Linked DNA regions of Gossypium hirsutum: region 2 is linked to region 1. Evidence: chromatin contacts called from public Hi-C data. All regions are on one chromosome and are shown on one strand. Each heading gives the region's core, a stretch centred on a gene start, on an enhancer-like site or on the middle of the called end of the contact. The rest is flanking DNA. Distances are from core to core; before and after follow the strand shown. Region 1 holds the start of LOC107886457 (protein kish). Region 2 holds the start of LOC121219873 (OVARIAN TUMOR DOMAIN-containing deubiquitinating enzyme 4).

What was found. Hi-C and Micro-C count contacts between places; a contact is called where the count stands out from the background.
Region 2: a Hi-C map of leaf shows a contact between it and region 1, with 3 times the contacts expected there. The contact joins the promoter of LOC121219873 here to the promoter of LOC107886457 in region 1. A contact is called at or near these places in 2 of 34 Hi-C or Micro-C datasets (both in leaf).

Annotation. Positions count from the first base shown.
Region 1 is chrA03:92,633,175-92,638,878 of Gossypium_hirsutum_v2.1, forward strand. LOC107886457 (protein kish) reads right to left here and starts at 2,583. Exons shown (of 4, transcript XM_016810421.2): 1 at 2,381-2,583; 2 at 2,159-2,265; 3 at 1,125-1,159; 4 at 1-80. The coding sequence starts at 2,383. The coding sequence ends at 13.
Region 2 is chrA03:92,830,354-92,836,057 of Gossypium_hirsutum_v2.1, forward strand. It overlaps LOC121219873 (OVARIAN TUMOR DOMAIN-containing deubiquitinating enzyme 4), which reads left to right and starts at 3,386. Exons shown (of 6, transcript XM_041098472.1): 1 at 3,386-3,597; 2 at 4,104-4,216; 3 at 5,069-5,109; 4 at 5,387-5,485; 5 at 5,576-5,704. The coding sequence starts at 3,549.

The DNA.
Region 1 (5,704 bases), core at 1,333-3,832:
TGTGCTCCTTGTTCAGAAAAATATTATTGAGACACCCATTGTGAAGCATCCTACGGCCACCCAGGGACTTAACCGTTCACCTGATTCAAGAAATATACTAGTTAGTCCCACAAATTGTAATGCATTGCCAATGAAAGGGTAAAACATCGAATGAGTTTCAGATTTTTTTTTTGCAACCTACATTCCAAAATGGCTCAACTAAAGTTCCACATCATTGGGATCCACTCTAATTCAATCCCAAATACATGCCTAATTTTCTACAAGAAATAACCTTTCAAATGAAAAGGAGTCCAGGACACAAGGTACTAAAAGAACCTTTTAATGAAGCAATAATACCAGTTAGCAAATGTAGAGTATATATTTATTTATGGCAAAAATTATGAGCTACAAATGAAATATTTGGCGCACATAAATATTTAAATTAACATGCCCATCTGCATATATATGGTCTTGAACTTAAACGGCAGGTTGCAAATGCAACTCTATTACACAAATAGCTCAAGAGACAACTTATCTCATTATGGATTTCCGACAAACAAAAACTGATATTGTATAACAATCATAGTTCATTCACAACCAATTAAAGCAGTAAACTCACAAGTCAAAGGCTTTTAAGTTGGTATAAACAACAAACGGAACAATTCAGGTGCTTCTTCATGCCAATTATTGCAAAAAAGAATAGAGCATCAATACAAATAATTGTTCTTATGTGAAAATAACTGCCTAAACCCCATGACTGCTGTTCAACTTTATCATTATTGTCATCCCTTTCCCTCCCAGTCAAAATATCATTACCATCCTATTCTAATTCACGACTTTATGAGATTTTAATTCTAAAACAAAGCACAAGTTCTCTATACAATATGATTATTTAAAAATGATATAGCTAAATTTTAGTCTTTCACTTTTAGTCTCATTTCCAGAATCGTTTTGGAATCATAGATAATTATCATCCTGCATTTTTGAGCCAATCACTATCATATTTATTATCAACTAATTTAAAGGCTTCATACACGATAAACATTATATGTCCAAATAAGATTCAGAACAGGGGACACTACATGACTATTCCAAATTCTCAATGCAACCAGAAAGAAGTAAACCAAGCAGAAAAGGAGACCCACCTATTCTGGCTGCCTTCCAAAAGAAACCACGGAACCTGCCAAACAAGCATATTACACCAAATTAGCTCCAATTCTCAACACTTCCTACCAATAATTTCTGATTCCAAAGTAGAAGCTATAAATATTAGAAACAAAAATGTTAATATAACCAATTGAGATACCAAAGAGAAAAGACAAAGAGGGCCAAGATTAACTGGAGTTATGCAACTTTAATTAATCTAAGCTCTTCATAGAGAAAGAAATCAAGAAGTTGAAGTTATCTAAGAAGATGCACATGATCAGAAAAAGAGAAAAAAGCCAAAAAAATTTCTTGTTAAGATTGAGAACTCTACTTCAAACTTCACCAATGCTAAACTTACAACTATATCACTGTGACTATATTTGTTGCCTGGCTAGATGCCACCCAAAACAGTCCATTTAATTTGCAAAATTGCATCAAACAAAATCAAGACATAAGACAATAAATTTGAATTGCTCAAAGATGAAATAAGGCAAAAATCAAAACCAGCATAGTTAGAAATCATCTGTTTTCCTTCTCTTTCTCTTTTAATTTCTTTTTTGCAATGGATGGAATATACAATAGAGGAAATCTAGCTCCACAAACATTTGGTTACAACATCAACTGCCCCAACATCCCCCATCTCAATAATTTTCAGTTCAACGTAGCTATTCCAAATTACAAATCTAACTCATCTATACGAACACAAACTAACTGTATGACTTAATCACATACAACTTGATTATAGTGGCAATCGCCCCAACATCCCCCATCTCAAAAGTTTCCAGCTCAAAGGCAGTTTTTCCAAATTACAAAGCTAAAACAACTACAAAACCACTACAAAACTAACTGCATGACTTGCAGACATTTAACAATTATGCCAAGGCACAAAATCTAGCATTCAATTGCCAAAATCAGTTCTGATTGAAATGAAAATACAAGCTTAAATCAACTACAAATATAGTAATGAGAACTATTCAACAATAAACGAATAAAATAAATAGAAGAAAATTAGAAAGAGAGCGAAAGGATATACCCAGTTCTCTGTTCAAGGATAGCTGGAAATTGCATCTTCAAGTAAGTGCAGGTGCAGATTCCCAATAGCACTACCGTTAAGAATGAATGGAAATTGAAGAGTGCCGACTGAAAGCGCACATCAGAAAATTAATTTTAACTTTTTACTGATTTCGGAAAATTAAAAGAAGAAGAAAGCGATTTCAACAAAATCGGAAAAATAGAAAGTTAGGGTTTTTCTTACCATGGCTTCGGGATCTTTCTTTGATTGATCGATTATCCACTTCAAATGCCCAGTAGCAAAAAGAAGGTAAAATTAAAAAAAAAAGAAAAAAAAAAGGCTTTGGATCAAAAATCAAAATGCAATTTTTATTGAAAGGCAATGAGGTACCAATTTTCCAGCTAGTGAGGATTAGGGAGTTTTTTTGGAATTATAAATTAGGGCAGCGAGCAAAAAGAAAAAAGGGAAAGCAAATCTAGAACTACTTCATTAACGAATCACGTTGCGCCACGTCAATACTCCACATGTCATTACTGAATAATTAAACATTTTAACCATCTTTGGCATTCCACATCATGTCCAGATAAGTAATCCTTGTTGGAAAATAGTTTCTATGTAATTATGGGTAAAAATAAGTAAAATAAAATGGATTAAAAATAAGTGGATTAAAAATATTATATAATTACATGGAAACTATTTTCCTAACAAGAATTACTTATGTGGACATAATGTGAAGTGCTGCTACATCAGATGTGATTAGTGAATTAATGGTTAGGTAATTAAAATATTTAATTATGATAAAAAATAATTTTTATTTGAGTGACCGAAATGAAAATATGAGTAATCAATTAAAAAATTTACCAAAAAAAATTAACTATAGACCCACATATTATAAAATTAAAGGAGAAAAGATAACACTTTTTTCCTTTTTACTTGGAGAAATAAACAAGCTTTATACATACCTATATTTAAATGCTTGGCAACATCATAATATATCATAAGTTGTTGTAATTGCACATTATAAATTTAAATAATTTATTTCTCATAAATTCTTGAGGGTAGACTTGTATGTACATTCATTTAATTTGGATTAAAATTTATTAGAAAAAAATATGTGGGATAATAACTGTAACGCTCCTAAATTTGGTCTAAAAGTTTAGACTGAATCTTAGAAGTTATATTGATCACTGAAGTGATCGTAGGAAAATTTTACAAAACAAGTTATCCCAAATTCCATTACAAACATATTTATCTCTTTACGAACTAAGGACATTTACCGCTTTAGATTTCAATCAGAAAAATTAAAGTTAAGTTAATTTATGAACAAAATAAGATTTACAAGAAAAATCAAAATAGAACCTGTACCACAGTTTTTACAAAACCTTACAATTCGAAACTGAATTAAAAAAATAAAAAAGAAGAACTGTTAATTTATTTTTTCACCGTGATTGTCTGAGACCTCCGCATACCGAGTCTAACGCCAGAATTCAGAAATGCACCTACAAGGGAAACACTAAGAGGGCTGAGCTACATGAGCTCAGTGTGAGTTCAAAACGATTAACAATAGATTTACAGAAGAGAACTCCAGATGGTAGTTTATTGGCAAAACATACCTACAAGGGCATGCAAAAGTAGAAAACAAACTTGGAACCAACGTTCTAGCACATGTAACAGTCAAGCAAACCAACTCACACACTGAATACTCAACACAAGCTTTATTTAGATAGACTGAATACGGTCAAATAATCTTACACCTAGAACACTTTAACAGATGCATATGAATGCAGTCAAGATTTAAAAACCCACCCATTCAACCAAAACACCTCTTCGTCCCCCGATCACAGCTCAAAAGAGCTGTTTAAGCTCATCCAACCAAACACACCACTAGGACCTTGAAGGCCCATCCAAGCCTACAGACCATGTATGTGGTCTAAGGACTTAAATAATAGTACGCAACATGGTTGGCGTATAAGCGGTATAGTGATTAGCATGCAGCAAAGCTGACGTATATGCAGTATAGTGCGGTAATCCGCTGTACGAATAAGTTACAGTAAAACTGCCAGATCAGATCAAAATCAGTCTTCCTTCTCTTCACAACCAACCCAAATATTTATTTATATAAGTGTATGTATGCATACAATCCCACAGAAACATTGAATGTATCAACAGACAGTTAAACACGTGCACACACACCAGGCTAACCGGGTTCAAAATCAGTCATCTCACACCACAGTCACAAATAACACATAAGCAGAGCACATAGCCACAAATACAAAGACATAATTACCCTTACTAAAGTCTAACCAAGGGTCGGAATACACAGATGCATTATCAGATAAAAAACATACACAAACTAAAATTGGTGACTTAAGACCACACGACCGTGTGTTCCGGTTGTGTGGAAAAACCTAGGCCGTGTGGGAGTCAAAACACCCATGTGTAGTGAGGCACATGGCCGTGTGGCTGAGGTATACGCTCGTATGAGCCAGGGACACAACCGTGTGAACAGGTCGTGTAACTCACTACTAAATATGCTAAAATAAGGTATAGAACAGACACGGTCTTCTTAAGGGTTTCACACACTCGTGTGCCCACCAGACATAGCCGTGTGTCCAAAACACACACACGTGTAAAATCCCTAAATCCCCAAATTAACAACATAGTCGTGTGGTACCAAATCACTAAATCCCTAATTCCCAAACACATACGCCTGTGTACCGAGGGGACACAACCATGTGAAAATTGACAAAAATCCCCAAATTGGCCACACGGCTGTATGGCACCAAATTTTACTCGAAAACTCTAATTCCTAATCATGCAAGGCCGTGTGGACCGCCCGTGCGGGGGCACACACCTGAGTGGTCACGAAACCACACCGAAATTGGTTACCGATCGTGCCTTTGTTGCCGAAACACTCTCCAATCCTTAACTACTCAGAAATATATCAAAATCACACCCAATTCTAAGCTATTCCACGATAATTTCCCCTTTTGAAAGATCAATTTCACAGGCACACAACGATTTCCAACTTCACAGAAACAAACCACAATTCATTAACAAAAATTTAAAAGGTTTGAAACCCACACCTGATTCGCAATCAGAGACATCCAAAACCTGACTTGATGACCAGGAAATCGAAGCTCTTCCAAAACCACAACCTCACAATTTTCAAAAATAAAGAAAAGAAAAAAAACAGAAGAAAGGGGAAGAGGAGAAGTCCAGAGAGAAAAAAATAAAAATAAATATAAATATAAATGATTATATATTAACTTAAAATCAAACTACTATTTAAAAAAACAAAACAAAATAAAAATACTTCTCCAAAATGCACTCTCAAAGACTCGAACCCAGAACCTTAAGGTACACTAACACTCACTCAACTACTAGACCAGCGAGCCCATTCTGACATTTAAACGCGCAACCAAACACAATAGCACAACCTATTCACTAACCCTAACCACAAACCTCAAAACTTCTAACCCAAAATTTAGGGTGTTACAAAAATTTATCAAATAAAAGAAAGTACACAATCTCCTATTATAAGTTGTCTCGTTAAAAACTTTTATT
Region 2 (5,704 bases), core at 2,136-4,635, 200 kb after region 1:
CAAATATATCTGGGATATATATAAATTTTCAAACACTGGAAATTCGTGAAAAAAAAAAGGTACCAAAGCTTTATATAATATACAAAAGCAGCTGCACCTGGCTATCCCCCGACAATTATGCTAAAATGTACAATAAAGGATAACCTAACATTAGCAGTATAATAATTCATGATGACAACAAACTGGAAGTCTTTGTTATTTCCCCCGATTGCAGGCACTCATGCATATGAAACAGAAATTGGAGTGAGGTTCAATGGCGAATTTTTTACTGGACAGTTCATAAAAAAAAAACCTATTCAGAAATCAAATATTCATTCTTTAGTTGCATTGCCATTTTCTTTCACTCGATTCAGCTTCACAACTTCTTTATCGTCTGATTCCCACTTTTTTCATCGTTTTCATCTTTTTATTTTCTATATTTTCTCTAGCTCCCCTCTCTAATGCCTGTTTATACGTCACTTTCGAATTTAATACGTCTTTATACGTTGCTTTGACATTACTACTCCGGTTACTTGTCTGACCAACCTTGTTTTCTGCTTTAGTTTCTGGTTTTTGAAGCTTTTCATTGTCGTCGAGCCCAACACCAAGAGGTTCTATGGGGAGCTTTGCTTTGTTTTGTTTAGTTTCCACTAGTGATTTTCTGTCATTGATGGCCTCCTTGTAATTAGCTTTGTTAACGACAAGCTTTTTCTTATCGCCATGCCCAATGTTAAGGCAGTTTGTAGGAAGCTTTACTTCGTTTTGCTCAGTTTCCGCTATTGATATGCGGCCATTAGTGACCTCATTATAAGCTGTGTCATTGACAAGCTTTTCATTGTCATCATGCCCAATATTAAAGAATTCTACGGGGAGCTTTACTTCGTTATGCTCAGTTTCAACTATTAATATGTCGCCATTGATGACCTCATTGTAAGGTGTGTCAACGACAAGCTTTCTGTTACCATCATGCTCAATATTAAAGGATTCTCTGGGGAGCTTCACTTTGTTTTGCTCAGTTTCCGCTACTGATATGCCATCATTGATGACTTCATTACAAGTCGTGTCAATGACGAAGTTCCCCTTATCATCATACCCAACATTAAGAGATTTACTGGCGAGCTTTGCTTCTTTTTTCTCAATTTCCGCTACTGATAGGCTGCCATTGGTGACATCATTGTAAGTTGTGTCAAAGACAAGTTTTTGATTATCATCATGCCGAACATTAAGGGATTCTGTGGGGAGCTTTACTTCATTATGCTCAGCTTCAGTTACTAATACGTCGCCATTGATGATCTCATTGTAAGTCGTGTCAGTGACAAACTTTTTGTTATCGTCATGCCCAACATTAAAGGATTCTCTGGGGAGCTTCGCTACGTTTTGCTCCATTTCCACTATTGATACGCCGTCATTCATGACTTCATTATAAGCTGCGTTAATGTCAAACTTTCCATCATCATCCTGCCCAACATTGAAGGATTCTCTGGGGAGCTTCGCTACGTTTTGCTCCATTTCCACTATTGATACGCCGTCATTCATGACTTCATTATAAGCTGCGTTAATGTCAAACTTTCCATCATCATCCTGCCCAACATTGAAGGATTCTCTGGGGAGCTTTGCTTCATTTTGCTCAGTTTCCGCTACTGATATGCAGCCATTGACGACTTCATTATAAGCTATGTCAATGTCAAACTTTCCATCATCATCATGCCCAACATTAAAGTATTCTCTGGAGAGCTTTGCTTCGTTTTGCTTAGTTTCCACTACTGATACACCGTCATTAATGACTTCATTATAAGTCGAGTAAATGACAAACTTTCCATCATCATGCCCAACATTAAAGGATTCTTTGGGGAGCTTTGCTTCGATATCCTCAGGTTCAGCTACTAATACGTCGCCATTGATGACCTCATTGTATGTTGTGTCAACGACAAGCTTATTTTTATCGTAATGTCCAACATCAAGGGATTTTATGGAGGGCTTTACTTCGTTCGGCTTAGTTTCCGCTATTGATACGCCGCCATTGACCTTGTTATAAACTTTTCCGATGACAAGCTTTTTGTTATCATCGTGCCTAACATTAATCGATTCTGTGGAGGGTTTTGCTTTGTTCCGGTCAGTTCGCGCTACTGATACATCACCGTTGACCTGATTGTAAGTTGTGTCAACGACAAGCTTTTTGTTATCGTCATGCCTAATGTTAGGGGATTCTGTGGGGAGCTTTGCTTCGTTATGCTCAGTTTCAGCTACTGGCACATTGCCATTGATGACCTCCTCGTAAGCTGTGTCGACTGCAATCTCTTTTTCCTTGGTGTTTCGTGAACCCCAACGAGTTAATATGGAAGTTAATAGCTTCAACCATGAGATTACAAGGCTTAATCCCCATTCCAGAAATGGAACTTGCTTGATGATCACTGGGAATTCGTCTAAAATGTCATCAAATTTTCCAGGGAGGGTTTCGATGGTTTGGACAATCTCATCGACCTTGTCGAAAACATGTTTGGATGGTGGGAAAACCCTTTCAACCACATTTTCGAGTGCTAAGATACAATCATCCACAAAGAAGAATACGGCTAACCAGAATTGTTTCAAACAAAGGAGAGTACAGGAAACCATATTTAAGCTTATTGTTAGAAGCCATTTCGCCATTAATCCCAAGGGTTCGCTCAAGGCTTGAGCTTTTACGTAAGCTTTGTGAGAGATATTAATGGCGGACACTCCCCAGGTGTAAAATGGACGTCGTCTGCAATTCATTCTACTGCTTGTTGTTGAACCCTGGTCAAAATTTGGAGCCTGCAGACTTGGTTAGACTACTTCATATATAATTGAATAGATATATATATAGTACTCAAAGTACATATGTTTTAAATATAATCTATAATGAATACATATTTGTTTTTAAAAATCAATTATGAATTTAACAAACATGCTGAAATTAAATAAATTGGATTTGAGTGAAGAATAATACCTTTGAAGAGTTTCCTCCCCTGGAAAATTTAGTAATTAATTAAAAAATTATTTATATATATAAAAACAAATCTCTGGGTTTTTTTATATATATATGTATTAAAAAAGTTTTAAGATAAAAAAGAATTCCTCCCCTAAACCCTAATTAACCAATCTCTAATTTATATATTAAAAAATTTAAAATCTGGTGATATCTCTTGATAGAAAATCTAAAACATGAAAAAAAAATTGATGTCTGTGTTTGGGTTTTATTTTTTTTAGTATTACGCTAGTCGCGGTAACGAACGGCGGTTATAAAATTTAGCGGGAGCAATAGTCAACGGTTATAATCACTAAGTAGTCCCCACCATTGATAGTTGTTACAACGTGGCAAAATGCTAAAAGGCCACATTTCAAATTTCCTTTGCTCGTATAATTAATCATCAGCTTATTTTACTCCTTCGAGAAAATTAATATAAATATGGTTTTTTTCAGGTATATAAAAATTAAATGATCGGTTCGAATTTGAATAATATAATTATTTTAAAAAAAAAGTTTGGAATTGGAATTGGTTTCACTAACATTGGAAATTGAACCACGAACTTGAAAATATTCGGTTAAATTTGATGTTTTGGCTTTCAACTTTTCAAGCTCCGTCTCAAATTTTATTCATTGGTAAACTTTTTTTTCCTTTTTTTGGATGAAAAATACCTAAGTGTTCATCAATGGCTTATGTTTTAGACATTTGTTGTTAATTTTGATTAGAAGAAAAAGAAAAAGAAAAAAAAAAGACAGAGAGAAAAGAATGCCTAAACAGGAGATTTGGATTGGTAGCATTCAACCTCAGTTTTCGATTTAGTATTTATTTTTTATTCAACTTTTTGCTTTCAAAAAACTGCGATTTTATTAGTCTGTTTGGATAATTTGCTTGGTAAATTTGTTTTTAAGTTGGATCATATCATTTTCCTAAAATGGTGTGAATTGTCGGTGATGGGTTTACATTTTTTATCGCGATTGTAATAATATCGCCTTTTCCGTCTTTTTCCTGGGTTTTTTCCCCTTTCAACTTGATGAACTTGTTGATATTGTTAGAGCTCCAAAACATTTGATGATGGGCTGGAATATATGCTTATTTGGCATCAAATTTAAGTTTATAAGATGGTTAAACGCAGGAATTCCAGGTGATGGGAGATGTTTGTTCCGCTCGGTAATTCTTGGCGCTTGGTTGAGGTCGGGGAAGCAATCTCCAACTGAGAGATCTCAAAAAGTTCTTGCAGATGAGCTTAGATCTAAAGTACATTACTTTTTCTCTTGTTCACCTCTTTCATATATAATTTTCACCATTAATCTAGCACCTCATTCCATTTCTGGGAAAATTTCCTAGATTCTTAAATAACAGGTTTTGTTGTTTTCTGTATTAGTAGATTTGAGTGAATGTGGAATATGAATATCCATTTAACACAAATGCATATTCTTTATCATAATCTATATCCATGTTGGTGATATAATTTACATGTAATTGATTTTTATAGAGTTTCAAACCTATGTTACTAATAATTGATTTCGATAAGTAAATAGGGTTAAATTCCTTTTAACACATCAGTTCAAATCTTATTGATTTAATTTTTTCTCCCCATTTTATAACTTGAATTTATAAAAATAATAACAATAATAAACCTAGCGTTTCACAATTAATCTAGTTAATTATATAAATGTGAATTTTAGATTTCTAGATTCTAAGATGTAGCTTTAGTTATTTTATATTAAGCTAATTACAATACCATATGAATATATGTTTTATATTGAGTACACTCCAGTTTTGTTTTGTCATATATGTTTTTGATGATCATGTAAGTATATCTCATTACATCTCAAACGCGTATATTTTTTAGAAGAAAGCGAAAAACTAGATTAACATTGACTTGTTTAAATCAAGATCATTTGGTTTTTGTGTCAGCTGAAATGACTTCTTTTATTTTATTTTAATTCATGGATGAACTCAAAAATTGTGTTGAGGTCAATTCTTCGTTTTTTTTTTAAATAAAAAATAAAAAGAAGAAGAACCAAAAAAACCCCATCATTTTGTGCTGGCGTTACTTTGATTTTCCTTTTTCCCTTAGCAATAAAACATCACATGTTTTGACAGGTTGCAGATGAATTCATCAAGAGGCGGGCAGACACAGAATGGTAAGTCTTTGTTTAGTCTATTCATGGTATCATGGATCCATTCTAATTTGAAATGATTTATGTATTAAGATGAAAATTGCCCATATTTCTTATTGTTTTTTTTCTCACTTTTCCTTTCAGCAAGCACATTAAAAATCATTTTATTTCCACTTTCTCACTCTTCTCTTTCCCTCCTTAATCGCTTAATCAGGAACACCCTTAGTACTATATCTTGAGAGATAAAGGTGGTCAAAGACCTTTGAATTCTGTAACACTAAACATTACAAGCATTTGATAGGTTCGTGGAGGGTGATTTCGATAACTATGTAGTGCAAATGCGGAAGCCTCATATTTGGGGAGGAGAGCCTGAGCTGCTCATGTGCTCACATGTGCTCAAGTGAGTTTTCTAATTTTCATTTAGCTTTCTTGTTTCTCAAGGTGTGGTTTTAATTATATTTATATGTCACATATCAAAATTCATCAACAGGACCGCCATAACCGTTTACATGAAGGAGAAGAAATCTGCAAGTCTCAAAATTATGTCAGAGTATGGTCAAGAGTATGGTAAGGAAAACCCCATCAGAGTCATCTATCATGGTTATGGACATTATGATGT